4 separate regions of the Pan troglodytes genome follow, and all the other regions are linked to region 1. The links are chromatin contacts, called in public Hi-C and HiChIP or PLAC-seq maps. All regions are on one chromosome and are shown on one strand. Each heading gives the region's core, a stretch centred on a gene start, on an enhancer-like site or on the middle of the called end of the contact. The rest is flanking DNA. Distances are from core to core; before and after follow the strand shown. Region 1 holds the start of ZFHX3 (zinc finger homeobox 3). Region 2 overlaps ZFHX3 (zinc finger homeobox 3). Region 3 holds the start of LOC134808766. Region 4 overlaps LOC112205884 (a long non-coding RNA gene).

Region 1 (3,506 bases), core at 679-3,178:
TGTAGAAATTTACAGTAAATGTAGGTACACGATTGCAGCACGCTGCCCTATTGATTATGCAGATTGTGATCAATCTTCTCCCCTCGCCCACTGCCCAAGCCTCTTTCGGAGGACCTCCAAATAAGTTGGTCTGCAACTAGCTATTCTCCCAAAGTAGGGAGGAAAAAAAGTAATTTTTTAAAAAACATAATAAATCCTCAATTGTCCCCACTGAAAGGGCTCGAGTCTTTTTTAAATTCCAAAGTGAATTTATGTTCTGTAATTTGCATTACAGCCAAGCGATCACCGTCTGTCATATTCTTCAAAGGTACTTAACAAACTGCCTTTTAAAAGTCACTAGAACTGGAGGCCAGAAAAAGGCAATCAGCATGCTCCGTCCATACAGTGCTTAGATCAAGTTTCAATAATTGAGACCAATAAAAATTGTCATATTTACCCTACTTGAAAGCAACAAGGGGGGGAAAGTTAAGACTGGGTGCCTTTTGAAAGCGCTTGTAATCAAAGAATTTGCCACAGTCCAAAGAATAGCACAACATTGAACAAAAGTCAGATTCTGCGCAACAGCTTCATTCGCAAAGTGATATATACATATTTTAATTCAATAGTTAATACAAGAACCCTCCGAGTACTGAGTCCATACACAACTTAATTATATACACTACATGAAATACACTTAGATCTACTCTCCAATAGATATGCAAAAAGACGGACATTAAAATGCATAATGTAAAATTCAGGAACACGGTTTTTGCATCGAGTGGAGCCAGGCGAGGGGTGAGAGTGGGGAACCGAACGTAAACAATCCCAGATTCGCGAGAGCAAAAAAAAAAAAAAAAAAAAAAAAAAAAAAAGAAGAAGAAAGAAAAGAAAAAGAAAAAAGGCATCCTCGGATGTCTCTGAGCTCAGCTGGCGGAAGAAGGCCGGCCGGGCGAGGTCTGGCCCTGGCCAGCGGCGCAGCCCCGAGCCCCCGGGAGCCCCTAGTGTCCAGGGCAGAGCCCCCTCTGGGCGCTCGCGGCGCTGCCAGTGGGGCAGGGCGGAGAGCGCACAGGTAGAGGATCGCGCGGCCGCCTCGCCCCCTCCGGGACCCCGTGGCTACGAACGGGCTCCCGCGTCGCCGGCAAGTCGAGCCCCAGCGCGGAAGGCGCTCGCCCGGCCAGCGGTGGCGGCCGCGGCAGCAGCAGTGGCTGCGACCGCGGCGACTGCTCCGGGCCGGGTGCGCGCCCCGCGCGGCTGCTCAGCCCGGGGCCCCGGCGCCTCTCGGGGTGGGGCAAAGTTGGGGGCCGGGAGCGGCGGGGGCGGGGGCACTCGGCACCGCGGACCCCCCCATACTCCCCCCACCGCCGGCCGCCGCCTTTGTCTCCGAGCTGGTACCCCGGCCGCCCTCCCGCCCTCGGCCCGCGCCCCGGCCGGCCCTGCCTGGCGGCGCCTCCAAACTCGCCGCGCGGGCCTCGCCCCGGGCGCCTCCACCCTCCCGGGGGTCGCCGGCGGCCGGCGGCGGCGGCGCGGGGCCGGGGAGGAGGGGGCGGCCCGGGCTCGGCGGCGGCGGCGGCGGCAGCGGCGGGAGGAGGAGGAAGAAGAAGAAGAGAAAGAGAAAGTTTGGCGTAGGGGGAAGGCGAGCGGGACGCAGCGAGCGAGCAGGGCGCGGGCGCGGGGAGCGCGGGCGGCGGCGGCCGGGCGCGGGAGCCGGGAGGGGGCAGGACGAGCCCCATGCAAAGCAGCCCGGGCGCCCCGAGGAGCCCCGCGTCCGGGCGGTGGCGGCGGGAGGAGGAGGAGGAGCAGGCGGCGGCGGCGGCGGCGGCGGCGGGAAAAAAAAAAGAGGGAAAAGTTGCCACTTACGCGGTTGCTTCTCCGGCGGCGGCGGCTGCAGCGGCGCTGCTGGCGACGGCGGCGGCGGCGGGAGCTGGCGGCGCTTTTAATCCCCAAAAGAGGCGCTCGGGCCGCGGAGCCCATCAAGGCAGCAGCGGCGGCTGGCGGGGGTCGGCGGCGGCGGAGGACGCGCTGCTGGCGGCGGCGGCGGCGGCGGCGGAGCTGGAGCGCGCTCGGCGGAGCCCGGGGCGGGAGGCGGCCGCAGCCGGGGAGCCGGAGCCGCCGCCGCCGCTGCCGCCGAGCAGCATGGTTGGCGGGGAGTTTACAGCCCCCGGAGCGGGCAGGGGCCACGGAAGAGAAGCGGCGGCGGCGGCGGCAGCGGCTCTAGGCTGTAATTGGGATGCAAAGCAGGCGGCGGCGGCGGCGGCGGCTGCGGCCGGGAGGAGGAGGAGGAGGAGGCGGCGGCGGTGGCGGCTGCAGCGGTCGGAGGGGACGCGCTGGAAGTGGGAGCTGATGAGTGAAAAGAAAAAAAAGTCTTTGGATCTTTATTCTGCTAATTAGTTTCCTGCAAAAAATGGCTGTGATTAATTCAGTGCGCATGTGCTTCATTACCCAGGCACGACGGGAAGGGCTAATTAGCCACCTTCTGGATCAATAAGATTCAGCAAAAAAGAAAAGGGGGAGGTGGAGGGAGGCAGAGGGGAGGAAGGGAGGAAAAAAAAAAAAACCAGGGGAAAGTGATGAGCAGGGCAAGGAGAGCAGGAAGAGAGGATGGGAGAAGAGCCTAGAAGAGGGAGAGAGGCTCCAAAAGTTTATGCATGTATTAAAAACACACACACACGACACACACACGAGCGCGCACACACACACGCACACACACACCGAGAAGTGGAATGCATAGGAGCAACAATAGGAACCTGGCTAAGAATCTTTTTAAGATTTTTTTTTCCCTTTCTTCTTCCCCCCCTTCTCTTTTCTTTCTTATTATTTTCCCCTTTCTCTCTCTCTCTCTCTCTCTCTCTAAGCAAACGCAGCAATGTTTAAATTAACTAGGAAAAGAGCATCTCCAAAGAATGGGGGCATTAGTGGAGGGGGACAGCTTAGAGTAAAGGTTTAAGTGAAAGAGCAGAGACTTCGAATAGAGACCACTTTAAATTGCAAATCTGAGATTTTTTAACTGAAGGAAAATTACCTCCCCCCAAATCAGAGGACGAATGAAGAAAATATGGAGAAAACTTTAACACATACCATAGACTAGACAAAAAATATATGTTAATTTTGTGTTCTGAAATAAGACGCAATCGGTCTTCTCTGGTTCTTTAGAAGGAGAGGGGAAGAGAGGAGGGGTGATTAGAAGAAATAAAAGGGAGAAAGTGAATCAGAACTGAAAGGGGATAACTTCAGGAAAGACAAGAAAAGGAAAAGTTGCACTTGGAAACAAGTCCAACTTTCTACCTTTCTGGACTTAAGAGAAAAGTAAAATCAATTTTCTCGTGTGAAACCTGGAAAGCAGATGTTTTCAAAACACAGGAAGCTATTTTGCCATCAAAAGCAGGGATGTAATAAAGGCAGTGAAAAATAATTTCAGACTGAATTCATAAGAGAGAAAGCCAATATATTTAAATATAGAGGAAAGGTCTAGGGTGTAGAAAGGGGAAATTACATACCCCTTCCCTAATGCCAAAAAAAAAAAAGCCTTA
Region 2 (3,688 bases), core at 344-2,843, 270 kb before region 1:
AAATCTTTTCTGGAACAAAAAAAAAAAACTGAAAAAATAATAATATATAAAACAATGATTCTGAAAACAGAACAAAGTGTGAGCGATTGACCTGAGAATAAAAAGACATTACATTTCTTTTTTTCTTTTAGCAAGCCATTGGTATCTGAATGCTAAGATAGCAAGAAATTTAAAACTGTAACAAGGTGGACTGCTTTCCCATACAGTGCATGCCGGGCTCCTCTGTGCTATCAGCGTGGGGCGTTTATTGAAAAGGGGCAAATATACAAGGGGTTTAAGCTCCAAAGACATTAGGGAGGCCCTGCGGACTTCTGTTTCCCAGACCAATAGTACCTTCAAAAGGACACAATGTAACAGGGTTAGGGCTTTTTTTTTTTTTTTTTTTTTAATATTAAAAGAAAAGAAAAAGACAAGAATGTAAAATCACCGGCATAGATAGGTATATGGGAAAACAACCCACGCTTTTTCTTTTTTTTCCTTTTTTTTTTTTTTTTTTTTGTTTTTTGGTTAGAAGCTTTGGAATTGCAGTTAGTCTATTTTTGAAATTGGTTTGTTATTAATTTTTGTATTTAAATTCATTTGTTTGTATTGTTCATCTTCAAAGCTTACAATCTGAAGGTGTCCGTTCCTACACTGGTCAGACCACTGTCCTTGGGGCAGCTGGGGTCTTTGGGACCCTCCACCGGGCTCGCCGGTCCGTCGGACTTTTGGCTGAGATCCGTGTCAGACTCCTCCGAATAGTCGTCTGTTGGCATCGAGGGCTGAACCCCTGAGGTGCTGCATGAACTTGAGGTAACCGTTGAAGATGAGGAGAGAGGAGGAAAAGAAGGGGGCTTCGCTGCCGAAGCCCGGGAGACCACTTGCGGCCAAGACTTCCTGGAGGCGTGGGGGGAAGCGGAGGAGGGGGCGGCGGCCGACGGGGGAGGGGGGCTGTCGTTTGAGTGAGCGGCAGACTGCGAGGTAGATGCGGTGCTAGGATCGGGGAAGCAGGCAGAGTGAGGTAATAAACTAGGGTGCTCTTTGGCGTTTCTTGCTGCTCTCGTGATTGTTCTGTGTTTGTGCAAGGCCGACTCGAGATGTTGACTCAGAGCTTCCTCCCCACAGAGCGCGCTCTCGCACGCCAGGCAGTGGTACGAGCCGCCGCCGCCGCCGCCACTGCCGCCGCCGCCACTGCCGCCGCCGCCGCCGCCGCCGGTGGGGACGTGAAGCACCATCTCTTGCAGGTTCACCACAGACTGGCCGAAGAAGCAGAGGGACTTCAGGTGGCTCCTCGCTGCCTCCTCGTCGCCGAAGCCCGCCTGGCACTTGCGGCAGACCAACTTGTACTGCACCTTTGGAACAATGAAGGGGTCGTAGAGGGAGTCCGCACTTTTGCTTTCTGCTTCTGGCTCTTCAGGGAGTTTCGGCAGGAGGGGGGACACCTCACGGGGAGTGTTTTTCTGTTCTTCTGGTTTGGGGGATTCTTTGGCAGGGTCTTTGTCTGGGGAAGCAGCCCCCGGGGGGACTGGGGTTTGGCTTGCTTTGGGCTGCTGCTGCTGTAGTTGCCGCTGCTGCTGCTGCTGAATTGCCTCCTGCAGACTCTGCTGGTATTGCTGGTACTGCTGCAGTAGGGAGCCTGGGGACAGCCCCATCAGGGCCTGCGACAGCGCAGGGCTGTATGGGAACAGGCCTTCCATGCCATACATAGGCTGCAGGTACCCGCTCTGCAGGGCGCCAGGGATCTGGGGAGCATAATAAGGAGAAAAGCCTGGTACAAAGTAAGGAAGGAACTGGCTTGTGAGCAATGCTGTGGGGTCCGAAGTCAACGCGGCCTGCAGGGCCTGCAGCTGTGCAGGGTCTACCGCATACTCCATGGTGGGCAGCGGGGCTGAGATCGTGGCTGCAGTTGCCGTGGGGGCCTCTCCTTTCTCCTTCTTGGGGACAGGCAGGGGTTCCCCTTTCCCTTTGTGTGCCTTTTCCTTCTCCTTTACTTTCTCACTGTCTTTGTCCTTGCGTTGCTGCTGCTGTTGCAGTGGGAGCTGTGGTGTGGGTGGCGGCTGGGCTGCTGGCGGCGGGGGAGGCTGCTGCACCTGTGGCTGCTGCTGCTGCTGCTGCTGGGGGGGTTGCTGAGGGCCCATGGCCATGGTGGCTTGTGCTGGGGTTGGGGAGCTCAGCGACGCTGAGGACGGTTTATTTGGTAATCCAGAAGTGGGGAGGCCAGGGGAAGGAACAGTTGTGCTGGGCAGACCCATCAAGTTCGGCTTAGGAGACGTTAAAGCTGAAAGGAATGGAGACAGAAATCACCGGTCAGTCTGGGCAGGGGTAGGGCTGAAGCTCAAGACGTTTTACCAGTGTCACTGGCACACAGTTTGAGATGTCAAGGCTTGAAGGATCCTCTCAAAACGAACATTTCCAACAGAAGTATCCCACCAGGCTCAGAGCTGGACAACCTTGTATTCTAATGAGGACTCAGTCCTAGGTCAGCTCCCATATTTCCCCTTTCAGCCAAACAACTTCCAGAAGTATCCCACCAGGCTCAGGGCTGGACAACCTTGTATTCTAATGAAGATTCAGTCCTGGGTTAGCTCCCATACTTCCCCTTCCAGCCAAACAACTTCCAACACCTTCCTGCCCAATGTGCCACACCCGCTAGTTCACATTTTCTTTGCCAAGTACTCCCAGCTACCATTCACTCTGCCCAACTGCAATTAGTCTAGAGGCCCCAAAGCTAGCTGTTTCTAGCTGGGGCCCATTTGCACCAAAGGCCTTCATCACAAAAATAGTATGGCCACGAGGTCCCCAGAGAAGTTATCTGGAGGAGAGCGGCAACAGGAGAAGAGAGAACAAAGGCAAGAAAGCTAGCACGGCCACATGAACAAAAACAAAACAGGCTCTACATGTGTTCCTCCTCTCTGACCTCTGTTGCTGCAGTTGACTGGATGCTTTCGGAGGGTAGAGAGAAGAAGATGAATAGGAAAGTGTGGAGGAAGGGCCTGGGAAGAAATAAGAACAATCCATTCAGGGAAAATTGCTTCCATGCCTTGGTCCAGCTGACCTGCTTCAACAAGTCTACTCAACAGTATAACCGCCTAGGAATAGGAATCTGGAATCCGCTGGAGAAACGACCATCTTCTTTTCCTGCCCCTGTTTGAATGATACACAGGAGGGACAGTGGGACTGTAGATGGTTGAGAAACAACCGCAGGAAAAGGAGAAAAGCCATGTCAGAAGTGGAATAGCCCAAGATACTGACACCAATTCCCAAGACATCACAACCTACCCGAAGCACCACTGCCTATGGATAGCAAAGGTCTGACCATATCACCAGGCCCTCATGGACTAGAATCCCATCCTTGATCATACCCCTAATCTACCACCACTCCCTGCAATGCCTTCACCAACCCGAGAGCCTAATACCCTCCCTGACCCATAGCTATCTCCTGGTTTGAGTCACCAGGTCCAAGGTTATGCAAGAGGGTGTTGCTACGGATGGTACTCCAAGCTTCAGGTGTGTTGAGACTAGCAAGATAGTAGGTAAGGACAGCATGGGGGTGGGGTGCAGTGTGTGCTGGATGATGAAAAGCTGAGAAAACAAAGAGGAGGATCCCACAGGCAACAGCTCTCAGAACACCTCTATATTCACCATATCCAAGAAACTTGATGGTATATACATCTCTTCAGAGGACACCAAAATGCAAAATCAAAATCTT
Region 3 (3,548 bases), core at 326-2,825, 400 kb before region 1:
AAAACTAAGAAATGACAGTCATTCGGTAGAACTTAAAACACTCTGTTTCGCTGCTTATTTCTACTTAAAAAAATTATATACATAGATATATATTATGTAAATATATATAATTATATATAGACATATGTGTGTGTATATATATAAATAAACGTGTAGAATTGGACTGGGGTCCCACTAATATCCACATTTCAAAACAGAATCTAAAACTCCCTAAAACAGGGTTGGGCTCGGCGGCTCACGCTTGTAATCCCAACCCTTTGGGAGGCTGACACTGGAGATCAGTCTGAGCAACAAAGTGAGATCTCTTTTCTACTAAAACAAAATACAACTCTCTAAAACTAATACAAAATTTTGTGTGTATGTGTCATATTCTGGAGAAAAGCTCCAAGGTTTTCCTCTGGGTCTTAAACAGGACTAAGACCCCCCACCCCAAAAAGAATCTCTGTTCTAGAGGCTAAGCATATAGAAGCTCATACTGCATTATCAAACTGGAAAGTTAATAGAGGATTTTCATGGTCATATGCAGGAGAGGTGGGGAAAGCTGTCTATTTAGACTGTAAACTCCTAAAATGTTCATAAATCTCAATGGAAATTAAATCCACCGGGGTGGGAGAAGTATCATAATAGACAAAGAAGCTAAAGGTTAATGAAGAGAAGGTTTTAATCAGTGGTTACTTTTGTGCTTGGGATCAATCCTCAGTTTGTCCTCCAACGTAACTTTTGGCATTATTCGTTTCAAAGTCTGAACAGTATCCATAAACCCAATACGAAACCTATGGATCAAGAGTGTCCGACCGAAAACAAAACAATTATGTTTCCGATGTGAATGCATCAATAGCTTACTTTTGTAGCGCTTTATAAAACGCTGTCACTTGCTGCTTTCCACGTCATGATATTCCCGGTCGGGAAGAGTAGGACAGCAGCATCTTTTATGAATAAGGAACTTTTTGGATTCAATTTGTGAGGTGTGGGACGCTCACCAGGTTGCGCGAAAGCCATTTTTCTACATCGTCAAGTGCACGCACCCCGTGTCTCATAGTATTAGTGATGAAGACGAGGATGAAACTACCAAAGACATCAGTGGGGAGTGAATTATACTTGGGGGAGGTGTAAGCACGTCGGAGAAAGAAGGAAGCTGAGAGACATTTTGTTTGTGAAAGAGGGAAGGTAGCGTTAAGAGGAGTCTTCCATCAGGGGCAACAGAACGGGGGCAGGCGTGGCGTCTCTGAGACTGCAGGAAAACTACGTGAGGGAAAAACCCAGAGGCTACGAATAGGCGAACAGACGGAGGGCCTGCCTCAGGGGAGCTAAGCAGCTCGCCTGAAGCCCCCCATCTGGAAATGACGTGTTTAACTCGGCGCCCCTGCAGCTCCGGCCGCCCTTTTTTGTTTAACTCCGCGCCCCTCCAGCTCCGGCCGCCCTTTTCGTCGCTCTCCCCTCGCGGTCGCTCACCCCTGAGATCCCTGGTTCCACTGAGACGCTCAGCTTCATTCGGCAACTCGCGGACACCAAGCGCCACAAATTCAAATACGAGATCTAGAGACGCTCGGTCTCAAACGTCTCCCAGAGTGAAAGACAGAGGAACCAATCGAGGCCCGGCTGACCTCAGACGTCTAAGGCGATAGGCGTTGCTAAGAAAAGGGGGTGGGACGATACCCAGTTGCCAAGACGACGGCTTCCGGGTGGGCGGCTTGAGGTGGCTTCCGGCCGCAAGGCGAGACTCCGCGGGAAAACTCCCTGCTAGAGGGACTAGGAGATTTGGGGCTGCGGCCGTTTCCTTCGGAGCACCCACGGGACTGTGTGCTGGGGTCCCTCCACCGGCTGTGTCCTTTATTCTTCTTTCTCACCCAACGATTTACCTGAACGGTTATAAAGTGCACGTTATTTCCCTAAGGTAAGCGTGTGGTAGCGCCTCCTCCTCCTCCAACAGGGTGCTAACAGAAACCTGCTGTCAACTTTGTTACCCAACATAACTGTACTTAACCACAAAAAGTTGAAATTTTGGATCTTTAAACATTCAATAACCTCTTGCTGTGTGAGGTTTTTTAACTGCACTACATACATTTTGTAGTCTTTAACCATTGAATGCGATTTAAGTTTACAATGAAATTTAACGTTCTGGTTGTTTCTGACCCCAAATTTCATCTGAACCAGTTAATGGACGAAGAACTGAAATTTTATTTTCTGTAACAGTCTCATAGGTTCTCAGACTTAAGTTCTTAATCGCCCATAAATCTGAAGGCAGGTGTTAAAGATGAGCAGGTGATTTGAGCCCAGTGCATGCCAACACTCAAACTAATTCAGCTGAGACTCCTTTCGTTAGGAGCATTATTTTAATTTAAAAAATTTTAAACCGAATGGTAAACATGGCTGCTTTAGTTTCAGTTGTGTCTCATTTGATGATGATAGTCCCACACAAGACGATCTCATTTGTCAATGAAAGTAAACATTAGTGACCACACAGCTTTCTGCAGATAACTCTTTAAACGAACATCTTTTATCAGACCACAGAAATCATAGTTATTGTCACTAAAATGTAAAAACTAAAGCAAAACTTATCTGCTTATCAACAATTTCTTCCTCCATAGCTAAGGTAGGGAAGCATTTATGAAAGCTTAGATCTATGTGTGTTTGGGATCCTGCCAACCCCTTTCTTAAAATTCCATCTTCAAAACTCCCTGCTAATGAGCACTTTTCCAACAGCTTGGATGAAACATTCTGAATAATTCGTCAGCCTGAAGGTTAGAAATTTCATTAAATAAAAAATTAAATACACAGAATACTTAAGTATGAAACATTAATGAACTGAGTAATACATTCTTAAGAAGAGGAGGCACTTAAGAAAACACAGGCCACCTGCATTGTGGAGCCATTTAATGTGATGAGATTTGATAAATGGGTAAGAGATCAAAAAATGCCCAGGGTTTCAAAAGAGAATGTTCCATGAGCAGCTTACTGCCTACATAGACCATTTGAAAATCAAACCAACTCAGCAGAAGCCCAAGAGGCTTTCAGATGAACCCGAGTATCCTTTGGATGTCAGTGTTGTACTGAACAAAGTCAGTTGAACTGTTATTTATCTGACAAGAAAAAAAATGCCTAAATTTTGTAAGGACTTACACCATTCATTTAAAAATATATAGTGATCTTAGAGGTTAGAAAGCACAGAAAAGAAACTTGAACGTAGAGGTACTTAAAAGGAGAAAAATAAATTTCCTCCGGTAGTAGACATGTATTTGCCATTGTTCACTGTTCTCTCCTTGATGTCCTCTCTCCTCAGCTTGGCTGAATCCTACTTACGCTTTTAAGACCCAGGTCAAATTGTGAATCTTTTGTGACCTAGTCCATAGTCACCTCTCTGCCTCCTGAATGCCTATAATAGTCTTTATTTGGCATTTTTTTGTATTCTTTATAATGTTTCTTATTTATGTTTATGAATATATCTTACATATAACTTGCATCATCTAAACCCTAAACTACTCAGAATTGTGTTCACCATGTACCTGGCAGAAAGACTTGAACAAATAAGTTTTGATGTAAAACTGCCA
Region 4 (3,268 bases), core at 3-2,502, 270 kb after region 1:
GGTTGAAAGCAAATATAAGTAAGCAGATACTTCATCTTTCTGATCTATGCAAAACCCATCCCAAGTGGGCAGTGCAAATCCATGCTGCTCTTCCTTTCTCCTCTTCAGTAAATTAGCACATCGAAGGACCTCTCTGTCCTCCTTATATTTGCAAAGCTACATGAACTCATTCTTTTCCTCTAGGACTGTTGGTCACAGGTACATTCAGTTCAGACTTTTTACCCTCCTTTCCTTGCTGCCTTCCTTCTCAAAATCAGCCTCATTGGTAGTTTGCAAGCAAGTGTCTAGTTAAAACAAAACCTTTCCAAAGGGCAGAAGAGTAGGTTTTGCTCTGCTGTTTTGATTTCTAAATGTAAGGGTGGTGAACTAGATTCACCTCTGGTGTTTCACTGTGGATTCCACAATTCATCATGCTCTTAGCAAGTGGTTGTGCTTCACATGGTGGGGAGCAGGGGGGAGGGATTTCAAGGATTTTAGGTAGTGGGCGGTGTTGATGAAATATCTTCCTACCCTTTCCACCCTCTTGCTTGTGTCGACTATATTTTTGAGTCTCACTCAATGATGGAGTTGTTTCTTAGCGTCTTGTGCGCTTAGCCATTTAATTAAAGCAATCCATATTGAATTCATGTCCAGATGCCTTGACCGGCGCAGCCAGATCCTCATTGGCATGCCAGCTGCTCCAAGAGGAACACGGCCCCTTGCATACTAATCAGGAGAGGAGGCAGTGATTCATCAGCCCATGATACTGCTCCAGCATCTACAAGCACTTATGACATGTAATTGGTGGTGCATAAGCAAGCCAGGCCACATTAAAAACCCTACAGATAGTCAGAGATAAAAATTAATGACTTTTGCTTTGTGTAATCCTGCATGCATTGGTGGGAAAGCGGAGAAGGGGGGAGTTGGGATTAATGGGCAAATCTAAGTAGGCACCAAGGAACAAAGGCCTTCCCGGCCTTGTTTACATATGGAACAATAAAAAACACAAGTGACAAGTTATGGGAAAGGCGAGTGTGAATTTTCGGCACGAGTGAGTTGAAAGACTGCTTGCAGTTTATTACAGATTCCAAATTTCCATATTCATTATTCCAAAACAAACGTCCTCAGTGGGCTCTTCTGGGACTGGCTAGAGCAGTTGTTATTATTCATCTTTCACAGGGGCTGGGTTGTCATGATTAGGGCTGGGCTGGGCTCACTCTTCATGGCATGCCCCAGCTACTCAGAGACACAATGCAGACCTTTGACAAGCCCAGAGGAATGTGACAGGGATCAAGTAGAGTCAGTCTGAGCAGGCGCTCCAACAGCAGAAGGAGCCTCATACTTAGAGCAGGATGGGGGAAGAGAGGAGAGAGTTTTGAGCCACCTACTGCTAGACAAGGGAAATAGCCCAGGTGGCCCAGGTAGTAGCTAATGACCAGGAAGGAAAGGAAGAAAGGAAAGTAGGAGTGGCAAATAAAGTGGATTTCATAATTAATCTGGGCAGGTTAATGAATATAGTTATTGGGATGGTATCAGTCAGGTTCTGGTTAATATGGATATTAAAAAGGGGATTGATTACACGTGTGGTTTAGGGTAGTTTTAGATTGTGTTTGTTAGAGGATCACGCAAAGTGAAGGCAACAATTCATGCATGTGCTGCAAGACAGTCTTTTGCACTGAGTGCCACATGGGGAATGCAATAGGGGCAAACGTCAGGATTTTGTAGTCAGAAACTGCATTGGTTGTTTATTTAAGGGCCTTCTTTAAGACACAGATGGCCTGGCTGAACTTTGAAGTGGGCTTGAGCAAGAAAAAGCTTCTAGGCTGATGGGTGGATGTGGATATGTTCAGCTACTGTGATCACTGAACAAGGGGGAGGCAAGGGCATGTTGATGCTGAGATTGAGGGGAGGATGGGTCATTATCAAATATTTATGATTGTGGTTTGGTGGAGGCAGGGAGGTAATTAAAAGACAGATACTAAGATAATAGGCTTAAGACATGATGATTTTCCCAGTGGTCTGGCTTTGTCCTTTCTGAAAGGAAGAGTAACATCAACCCTATACTCATTGGTGGCTTTCTTCCTTTCTCTCCATGATGGCCTTGTTCTGATGATCCTTATGCTTCTAGTGTTCTTGTTGCTCATGGACTAGCTTAGTGATCCTCAGGGGAAAATCTGTGGGCAGCTGTGTTAGTCCATTCTCACACTGCTATGAAAAAATACCCAAGACTGGGTAATTTATAAAGGAAAGAGGTTTAATTGACTCACAGTTCCACATGGCTAGGGAGGCCTCAGAAAACTTACAATCATGGTGGAAGGGGAAGCAAACACACCCTTCTTCACATGGTGGCAGGAGAGACAAGTGCAGAGTGAAGCGGGGAAAGCCCCGTATAAAACCATCAGATCTCGTGAGAACTCACTATCATGAGAACAGCATGAAGGAACCGCCCCCATAATCTAATCACCTCCCATGACGTCCCTCCCATGACATGTGGGAATTATGGGAACTACAATTCAAGATGAGATTTGGGTAGGGGCACAGCCAAACCATATCAGCAGCATTTGTAGAAAGGGCATCCTGAGAGTAGAAAATGTCCAAAGAGATGATTGGCAAGAATGTGTTAACTATTCCTCAGTGTGACAAGAGCCATGCTTTGAGTTGAGACATCCCTGGTCTTATGCCTAGAGTCCTTTGTTCTTCTGTTGCCACAGAACAAAACCATGCTACCTGGTCTGTGCAGAGAGTACATCCACAATTGTGCTTTCCTAAGTGTCATGATTTACTCATGAGATGTAGTTAAGAGGAGTAACTCATTCGCAGTGGTGAGAATGCCTAGAAATCTTGGTACTTTCTGTAGAAGATCATGAGCTGTTGATATAGTATACTAAAATAACACATTTGTATGCCAGTTCTGCTACATTCCCAGGGACCTGGAACTTGAGTCTTATGCAGAGAATATGTCAACATTTAAAAACAATAGAGGGGTTGGATTTTAAGAGATGACATTTCTCTTCAATAACTTATATCTGGGGGTTAGAAAAAGACGTGCCACGAGTAAAGCTTTCATCTGCCGTAGTATCCTTGTTCTAAAAAAGGACAGCTAGCATCACACAGGAAGAGTTGGGAAATCAGTGGTTAAAAGTCCTATACCACACACCCAAAGAAAAACAAGGCAGAAGAAAAAAAGAAGATCTTTTGAGATTCTCTTACCCATGTTCAACTCCATGCCTTATGCTAAGTGGCTTCAGACAACGTGGCTTTTATAAAGCCTGATCCATCAACGTAATAT

Evidence for each region. A called contact is a pair of places that touch in the nucleus more often than the background predicts. HiChIP or PLAC-seq counts read pairs in DNA pulled down with a chosen protein or histone mark.
Region 2: a contact with region 1 is called in a Hi-C map of stem cell-derived neural progenitor cells, with 2.3 times the contacts expected there. The contact joins the enhancer-like site here to the promoter of ZFHX3 in region 1. A contact is called at or near these places in 1 of 7 Hi-C or Micro-C datasets (stem cell-derived neural progenitor cells) and 1 of 1 datasets of contacts at active chromatin or transcription factors (stem cell-derived excitatory neurons).
Region 3: a contact with region 1 is called in an H3K4me3 HiChIP or PLAC-seq map of stem cell-derived excitatory neurons, with 10 times the contacts expected there. The contact joins the promoter of LOC134808766 here to the promoter of ZFHX3 in region 1. A contact is called at or near these places in 1 of 7 Hi-C or Micro-C datasets (stem cell-derived neural progenitor cells) and 1 of 1 datasets of contacts at active chromatin or transcription factors (stem cell-derived excitatory neurons).
Region 4: a Hi-C map of stem cell-derived neural progenitor cells shows a contact between it and region 1, with 2.4 times the contacts expected there. The contact joins the enhancer-like site here to the promoter of ZFHX3 in region 1. A contact is called at or near these places in 1 of 7 Hi-C or Micro-C datasets (stem cell-derived neural progenitor cells) and 1 of 1 datasets of contacts at active chromatin or transcription factors (stem cell-derived excitatory neurons).

What each region holds. Positions count from the first base shown.
Region 1 is chr18:69,604,242-69,607,747 of NHGRI_mPanTro3-v2.0_pri, reverse strand. It overlaps ZFHX3 (zinc finger homeobox 3), which reads right to left and starts at 1,928. Exons shown (of 9, transcript XM_054669518.2): 1 at 1,837-1,928.
Region 2 is chr18:69,874,401-69,878,088 of NHGRI_mPanTro3-v2.0_pri, reverse strand. ZFHX3 (zinc finger homeobox 3) reads right to left here. Exons shown (of 9, transcript XM_054669518.2): 9 at 367-2,257. The coding sequence ends at 606. Among named protein-coding and RNA genes, the nearest start is that of ZFHX3, 270 kb to the right of the region's middle. Within about 2 kb of position 1,593, at least 17 of the 24 cell types and tissues checked have an H3K27ac peak or open chromatin away from gene starts, as enhancers often do. A contact at or near this core is called in stem cell-derived excitatory neurons and stem cell-derived neural progenitor cells, where this site is marked.
Region 3 is chr18:69,999,059-70,002,606 of NHGRI_mPanTro3-v2.0_pri, reverse strand. It overlaps LOC134808766, which reads right to left and starts at 1,575. Exons shown (of 15, transcript XR_010152428.1): 1 at 1,453-1,575.
Region 4 is chr18:69,333,210-69,336,477 of NHGRI_mPanTro3-v2.0_pri, reverse strand. All of the region lies in intron 2 of LOC112205884 (a long non-coding RNA gene), which reads right to left. Among named protein-coding and RNA genes, the nearest start is that of TRNAK-UUU, 150 kb to the right of the region's middle. Within about 2 kb of position 1,252, at least 6 of the 24 cell types and tissues checked have an H3K27ac peak or open chromatin away from gene starts, as enhancers often do. A contact at or near this core is called in stem cell-derived excitatory neurons and stem cell-derived neural progenitor cells, where this site is marked.